Regions from separate parts of the Danio rerio genome. Here region 2 is linked to region 1. A link is a contact called in public Hi-C data. All regions are on one chromosome and are shown on one strand. Each heading gives the region's core, a stretch centred on a gene start, on an enhancer-like site or on the middle of the called end of the contact. The rest is flanking DNA. Distances are from core to core; before and after follow the strand shown. Region 1 overlaps kdrl (kinase insert domain receptor like). Region 2 holds the start of kdrl (kinase insert domain receptor like).

Evidence for each region. Hi-C and Micro-C count contacts between places; a contact is called where the count stands out from the background.
Region 2: a contact with region 1 is called in a Hi-C map of embryo, with 2.4 times the contacts expected there. The contact joins the promoter of kdrl here to the enhancer-like site in region 1. A contact is called at or near these places in 7 of 18 Hi-C or Micro-C datasets (embryo, fibroblasts, gastrula embryo and 2 more) and 1 of 4 datasets of contacts at active chromatin or transcription factors (caudal fin).

What each region holds. Positions count from the first base shown.
Region 1 is chr14:37,532,072-37,536,449 of GRCz12tu, reverse strand. The region is part of intron 29 of kdrl (kinase insert domain receptor like); the gene reads left to right. Among named protein-coding and RNA genes, the nearest start is that of cdx4, 23 kb to the right of the region's middle. Within about 2 kb of position 1,824, at least 13 of the 62 cell types and tissues checked have an H3K27ac peak or open chromatin away from gene starts, as enhancers often do.
Region 2 is chr14:37,589,731-37,593,912 of GRCz12tu, reverse strand. It overlaps kdrl (kinase insert domain receptor like), which reads left to right and starts at 2,016. Exons shown (of 30, transcript NM_131472.1): 1 at 2,016-2,085. The coding sequence starts at 2,016.

The sequences.
Region 1 (4,378 bases), core at 575-3,074:
CATGTGGTTCAACAATTATATAAACAATTATGATTATAACAAGTTATAATGTTAACATAATGATAATAGCTAATTATTCATTAAAACTGAAAAATAGGAAGTTGAAATGGCTTTAAACTAACTTTGATTTGTACTTTGATGAAACTAGATGTTAATGGAGAATTGATCCATGGTGACATTTTAATTGCATAGCTTTAATAGCATCCGTTGACTTAAAATGAGCTGCATTAGAAATGTATAGTCGTGAATCTGTACGTGCTACCAGATTAGGCCTGGACATATTTGAAAGAATGTTTAAGAATGACCGAAATTATTTAGGTTGTACTTAATAAGAAAATGGAAAATGTAGCAAATGTTTTTGAATCGGAAAGACTGGAGTTGTATTTTCTTGTAAAAAGTCTACCAATAACCTGTTTTTTTTTTTTTTTTTTACAGATCTGAAAAATATTTTGTTCACTTTATTATAACGTACAATTCTTTTATTAATAAATCATTAATTAAGACTTTTACTTCAAGTACTACTATTTATCTGCTTAATAATAGTTTGTAATATTGTAGTTAGGTTTAGGCATTGGCCTGGTAGGACACTACGCACTCCTACTTCAAAGTTGCGGTCGGTCTGAAAACTGCTCCAATTGGTCCACCATTTTTATGTTGTTAAATTGAAAAAAAAAGGACTGGGTATGTTTATATCTCCCCAATATGACGGTCTATACACTATATCTACACATATGTCTGTCCAAACAGCTTGAAAAGTGTATTTTTCACCATAGATGCCCTTTAAGCCAGTAGTTAATGGTGTGAATTGGTACTAAAAGTGTTACCAATTAATGTTTTTTAAGATGTACAGAATGCAAGCTTTGAATAAAACCTAAATCTATTTAATGATGACTAATTTAGTCTTTGTGCACTGTTCAAATTTACTACTTTTTTGTTTGGTCCAAGATGAAAGCATCCACTAAATCAAACTGCTGCTAAAATGCACCAGATTAATATTTTATTATTTATCTATATTTTTTTCAACTTCAGTCCTAATCAAAACTACTAAATTGCTTAGAAAATGACAGGATGTTAATTCTTTAATTGCCAAATTCATAAATGATGTCACTGACTTGGTGAAAAAAAACACACTTTTAACTCTGTTAAAACGAACAGTCACTTGTCGCTTTGCTGCTTTGAGTCGCTTGTGTGAATGAGGCTTTAGGGAGAAAAATAAAAATCTATCAAAAATAATGCCTCAAAGGCAATGTTGTTTCACATGTCCAAGACTTTGTTGACTAGATTATTTTAAACCTTTTATCAATTACTTTTTATCTTGAAAATACGTCTTTTTGTGTGTTTTTTTCACCAAATCAGTGATATCATTTCTGAACTTGGCAATTAAAGAGTTAAATTCTGTAATTGTCTTAGCAATTTAGTAGTTTTGATCAGGACAGAGGTTGGTTAACATCTTTGTCAATATAAGCTTTGTCACCAAATATTTTTCTGCTAGCTGAAACACAGAAAAAGTTATGGCGCAATTAAGACTCAAAATCACCCCAGAGTGGATGAAAACATTCCTAACAGTTAAGAAAACAAGATGGCATAAAAAGATAACTATTTTAAAACTTGGTCAGTTCATGCCTGAAACATCATAATACTTTATTAACCACACACTAACGTGTGTTCTGAGACAGCAGTACTTGTTCATAAAAGGGCCTCAGGACAAATGGTGCTGAAAGCTAAAGTGAAGGTGGCCTTTTAAGTTATTAACGGCAGGCCACTGGGCTGAATTAGCCTTGGTTTTTTTAAACCATTGGAGTTCTGAGACACAGTTTATGGTCTTCCAGCGAAGCAGACGCCAGGGTTAATCTACAAAGGTTATCCACTAAATTGCATTCAAGGCCTTGACTATACGGCATCCTAATATTTGAGTGCAACAGATTTTACCACCAACTGCAGCTAGACAAACAGTGATAATCTCTTGCTGATTTGAGGTTTATGACTCAGACCTGGAGGGGTTAAAGTGACTAATAATCAGTCGTGCTGTTTCGAAGAAGCGAGAGCTTTGTAACATGTTTTAATAAGACGCCGCACCCCCATTCACACCAATTTTAAATTCCTCTACTAAATAATCACAGCAGCAGGGAAGATTACATAGCTTGGCTGTCTCTTTCTATGATTGATGAGCCGAGTTGATCTGCAAATGAACATAATCAGCAGGTTTTTATTAAATCACTCAGTCTTGCCTCTGTCAACACTCCCCCATCGTTCCATGTCCAGCGCCCTTCTCATCTCAGTGCGATATGATAAAAAGCTGGGCACAGCCTGCAACCAGCTGGCAAAGCCCTGCACCGGTTGCCATGGTCACAGGCATGAGAAAAAAGAGCCACTCGGAGCATGCAGAGAATGATGTATATATGGTAAAGAGACGGCCCCTGCCAAAGACCCACTCAATCACTGTCACCTTTGACCTTCCCCAGCTTTACTGCTATGTCCAAGAGTCTCCTCCACACTGGGCCTCTGGATTCCACCTGGAACTCCCACATTTACTATGCACATATGTGGAGTGCTTGGCACTGACAGCTCTCATCACACTGTGTACAAACCACAGTACATGCCAATCTGTTCTGTAAAGATATTTACTGCAAATTATCGGCCCTGGAGCTCCTGTAGATTAATAGCAATTCAGAAGTAATGACTTCCTCCAGGGTGTCTGACCCGATGACCCTAATTGAAGAGTCACTGAAACCCCTAGCAACAAACAGAGCAAAGTTTCCATACATGGTACAAATGAAATAATGCTTCATCACACCTGATATAACCTGGGATCAAGAACTCAGGGTTATTACACACCAGCCTGATTTTACCAAGTAGGATCTGTTCCTGGCTGATTGGAATGTTGTTCCAGGATCAACCATCAGAATTAAGGCACATGTTTACCATTTATGTTAAGTTTAAGCTTACAGTTAGGTTTATGGACTTCTACATGTTTGTTGTCTAACTATTATTCATCTCTGATTTTGGGAATAATGTACAGTTATGGCTGGGTTTAGGGGTAGGCAATAGGTATGGATTACATTTTCGAACAAAAATGATGTTCCAGGATCAACATAGGTGTTAATCCAGGATCGCATCGTACTTGCCAAAATCATGAAGTGTGTTATTTTATGTCACATTTTTCATTCAACAATTAATCCTGGGTTTTCATATCCTGAGGTTTCAAACTTTGCAATCCTAAAACCCAGAATAACATTCTTATTTGCAAACACTCAAAAAAAAGAAAGACTTTTGCTGCTTGTTTAAACTACTTATTTAAAACGAGTTGAAACAACACAATTCATAACCTTTGTTTTTTTGGGATGTTCAACCCACTTAAATTTGTAAAAATTAGAAAGTTAATTTCATTGATTTGTGTTGGGACAACATGAAGAAATTGTGTGGAATCCAGCATTTTTAGTGTATTTTGCAGTGGTAGTTTCACTGATTTCAGACTTTATGTGACCTATTTAGATAAACACTCTATATTTGCTCATCCTCATTTTATATATATATATATATATATATATATATATATATATATATATATATATATATATATATATATATATATATATATATATATATTGACAATTGTATTCTATAAAACTTATTAACTTTAAAGATAATGTTACCTAATTTCAACTATTAAGATGCGAATAAAAAGGCATCATCTTCATTTCGTTTGTTTTCAAGCACAATTTGACATGTTTCCAATTGAAGTTGTATTATACACTCATTTGTGCTTCCATAAATGTCCAAAGCATATGAATATGTGGCATGTGATTGGCCGTCGGTTGCTAAGCATCATGCTATGACAATCTAACAGCACATTGTTGAAGCTTTTACAAGTGTGGCACCACAATAGGACTTTTCACACTGTGTTTAACCCCAAATTATCATTGATACAAACAATACTTTTAAATTCAGGTAAAAATGTAGTTCAAAGTTGAGCGATGGATTTAGCACTGTTTCTTACTGGAGTTCCTGAAACATTGCTCTGAAGCAGGACTAGCTATGTTTTTGCAGGGTTAATCTCAAGAGACCTTATATTGTTACCTTTTTGTCAGTTCAGAAAAAGTAGCTGGTGTGATCTGCAGAATATGATACAAGGATATGCAATGATAGAATCTTGTAAACAGGTTAAATTCACCATTCCTCCAATTAATGACTGCAAATATATGAAAATATTATATATATATATATATATATATATATATATATATATATATATATATATATATATATATATATATATATATATATATATATATATATATATATATATTTGCCCTGGGTTGAAAATTAGTGTCAAATGTTAGTTTATGAATACCCAAGAAACTTGTAGCCTTATAGTAGG
Region 2 (4,182 bases), core at 767-3,266, 57 kb before region 1:
TGATGCAAAAATTTACTAAGAAATATTTCATATTAATTTTCTGTTAATTAAACACTAACACAATAAGCCTGATTTCTTGCTAGAAGTGTGATTCTAAAGTGATCGTAGTTATATTGTCCAGATATTAAGTCTATAATAAACAAGACAAAAGAAGACACTTTTAAATAGTACCAAATGCTATTAATGTTACAGTTTACTCAATAAATATATTAAAAATAAGTTTTTGTGATACAATAAAAATTATTTTTGTGATCAAGAAGAGATTATTGGACTGTGCAATATTTTTGCGTACAGTATCTTAAATTTAAAAAAAAATATATAATAAAAAATATTGTTTTTTTTTACAGTTTGTTTTGATATGGAATACTTTTAGTCTACTTTATATTTTGATGTAGTGCATAATTCATCTTTTTTTTTCTTAGAGTATAATAAGGATAAGTTGCGGGTTCATTCCACTTTTGCGACCCCAGATTAATAAAGGGACTAAGCCAAAAAGCAAATATTGATTCATTCATTCATTTTCTAACACTAAATCTGATTTTTGCTAGAAAGGCTATGCTAAAGTGATTCTAGTTTAAGTGATGTTGTGCAGATATTAAGTCTATAATAAACAAGATAAAATAATATCTTAAATATTTTAATAAATATTCATTCATTAATTTCCCTTTAGCTTACTACCTTATTTATAAGGGTTCGCTACAGCGGAATGAACCCTCTTCAATAAATACATTACAAATATTTTTATTTGTTGTAGAAGAGATAATAGTACTGTGCGTGTGTGTGTGTGTGTGTGTGTGTGTGTGAGAGAGTGTGTGTGTGTGTGTGTGTGTGTGTGTGTGTGTGTGTGTGTGTGTGTGTGTGTGTGTGTGTGTGTGTGTGTGTGTGAGAAAGAGAGAAAGAGAGATAATATGTGCAGTAATTTAAAAACACTTGGAATGAGTTATGTAACTTAAAAAAATCAACCCATGATGTATGTGATGTATGATATGCATTAACTCTTTTTAAATCAAATTTCCAGTAAATTCTTATTAAATCGATCATATTCTTATTATAGTAGGCCATACTTTTTAATAGCAGTTCAAGTAAAACTTTACAATAAAGTTGTATTAGTAATGCATTCACTAACACGAACAGACCATGAACAATACATTTAATTGTTTGTTTATGCTAGTTAGTGAAAATACAGTTGTTCATTCTTAGTTAATTAACTCTGAATTAAGTAATGTTAAAAAAGAGGAATTTGTGTCTTATGCATTAGTAAATGTTGAACTGATTAGTAAATGCTGTATTGGTTTTGTTTATGTTAGTAAATACAGTCAACAATAAAACCTTATTATAAAGTGTGACCAGAGTTCTGTATTTTCAGTCTACTATAGTGCATATTTCATGTTTTTTTCTTTGATGGGTATAAAAATGTTATGATGTATTTCTTGTTTCTGTTGGTCTTGTGTTGGTATGTTCCTAATAACTCTATGCAAGTCATTTAGCCTGAATAAGTAGATAGCCTATCGATTAAGTTAAATCAGTACACGTAGCTTTACGAGTATCGCTGCAGGGTTACTATGGTGACGTTGCGTCCTTCCGTCCTCGCTTCACTCATATAAAGCCTTCGAGAGGGAAAAGCCCAGTAGAAAAGTCAGAGGTATAGTGGGATGGTGTGAAGATAGATAAATGGCTGTTACACCTTCACTACATAGTGTAGTTTTGGAAATTTCATTCATTCGGTTTTAGGAAGGACGGACAGCGGTCGCACCTGCCCTCGGGAGTTGTGGAGTCAGTGGAGTTTCTCCATTCGTCTTAGTACCGGGGCAGGCGCAGTCCTGCGCGATACTTTACAGTCACTGAGAGGTGTTTAACTATTAACACGTCACCGAAGAACCATCTCTATCATATCAACAGGAACTATAAGCATATTATCATACATCAAGAGAAATTAAGTTCTGGACTACTGCAGCCGCATCCGAACGTGAAGTGACATACGGAGTATCATTCGGGACGTTATTTTAACAGACAAAATGACTCCTCTTAAAACCTCAGTCAAAGCCTTCTTCACTCTTCACGTGCTTTTTAGTTGTATTTCACATGGTAAGTGTGCGCTTTTTGTGATTATTACGCGCTTTGAGTGCAGCTGCTTCTTGCGGCTGCTGTTGTACAGATGCGGACTAAAGTTCAGTCTTCTACATTAGCTGATCTGCATTGTAAATGCATATAACAAGTAAGGATGGTAACAATACATTTACTGCTATAGTAAAGTCCTACCACTTATTTATCGCGTCGGATTAATAGATAAGTTTATTGTTTGTTCTGATTGTTATATGATAAAAACATATTACAATATGACGGATCATAAATGGTTGTAATAGTGGTTGTAAAGCACTTAATTTGATCTAGAAAAAAACTAAATAATTTTAGTCTTTATGATGTTGGTATCGTGTTATTGTTGAAGTGCAATTTGGGATCATATGTGTCAGATTGTAAAATCTTTATTGGGTTCCAAATTTTTAAGTGTTGTGAGTCTTTGTGTGATTATTGGTTTTATTAATATTGGCTTTTATCAGCATTGTAGGTTACTGAACCTGTTACATCAATAGAACCTTTTGATTTTACAAAAGTTTCTTTATGGTCTGAAATGTTCTTTGGATCATTGAATTTAAAGCTAAAAGTTGTTCTCTGAAAGGTTATTTGGGGAACTTGGATTGATTCTTCCTCATTTGAAACTTTTATTTTTTAGGAGTGAGTGTTCTCCACTCTGATAGTAAATTAACCACTCAAGAAGCACACAAGAGTTGTTTTTCCCTGCTGGGGCTTAAATTATTTTACTGACGTTTGGTTATGGGGTCCAAACGTATGGTCAGTTTATTAAACAGTCTGCATAGTCAGAGAAGAACTGTAGGTTGGAGCATTCACCCATCCTCTGGCACTAGTTATTCAAGGAATGAATATGTATTGTGTTTGAAACATCAGGTCTGTTTTGCTAACATGCAAAACATTTTATTGTGAACGAGCAGTTTGGACTCATCCCCAGTTCCGGTGTTGTTCTCAAGTTTGAAAAGAGAATATGTGTTTACAGTAGAACGTATATTGTTTACCCTTGGCTGATTGGTTTTCTGGCTGCATCTCCTTAAGTTGGATAGTAAAAGGTGGATGCCATTGTTCATTGTGACAGCACTTGTGCACTGCAGATACAGGTCTTCCTCTTGCTGTCCAAACAAACAGGAGCTCTTACTCTGGTCCAAACAGAGGAAATACTGCTCCCCCTATGACTTTTTGGGTCTTCAGGCTTTGTCTACAAGGTTTCCAAGTAGATTTCCTTCGCTGTCCTTGCGCTGAGCGTGGGAAAGACACATGAAGGAAGCGGATGGAGAGGCAGGAGGCACCCTGGAATTGTTCTGGCAGTAGAGGTCACGGAAATGTGACACGCTACCTGAGTAAAGATTCCTTCCCCAGACTCCTTGCTTGCTCCTCTACTCCAAATCTGTGTCAGTCGCCCTATCTTGACACAATGGATGAGCGGAAGAGTATGCTATTATATTTTATATGTCAGGGATGTATGGTAAATCCATTAGTCAAAAATAGGGGTTTTAATGTCACGTTAACAAGTGTATGTTGTAGATATATGCCGATACTCAGTTCAGTATTGTGATAATGAGCATGCACAATAATGATATTGTGGGCACTTTTAAATACCATGAATAATTACTTATTATTTAAACTTATTAGGTGCTTCGTAACCAGGGGCGGATTTAATCAATAAGCTAGGTAATCAACCGCTTAGGGCCCCAAAAATATGGGGGGGCCCAATAAGTGCCTAGAAGATTCTGTAATATAAAATATAGTTTTCTATCACATTTTCTATGGTATGGGTATAACAAATAAAATTATATACAGTAATTATTACATCTGTGAAAATGTGTCCCCCAAATCATGGATCAGTCCAGCAGTCAAATCAGGTTTACTTTTAAAGACAAAACCGTTTATTTATTATTTTTCATTTTAGTAATTTTAAGAATCAATTCATTTAAAATGTATAGATTATATTAGGATAAAAATGTAGAAAACTAAATAGACAGACAGACAGACAGACAGACAGACAGACAGACGCATACATACATACATACATATATATATGTGTGTGTATATATATATATATATATATATATATGTGTGTATATGTATATGTAT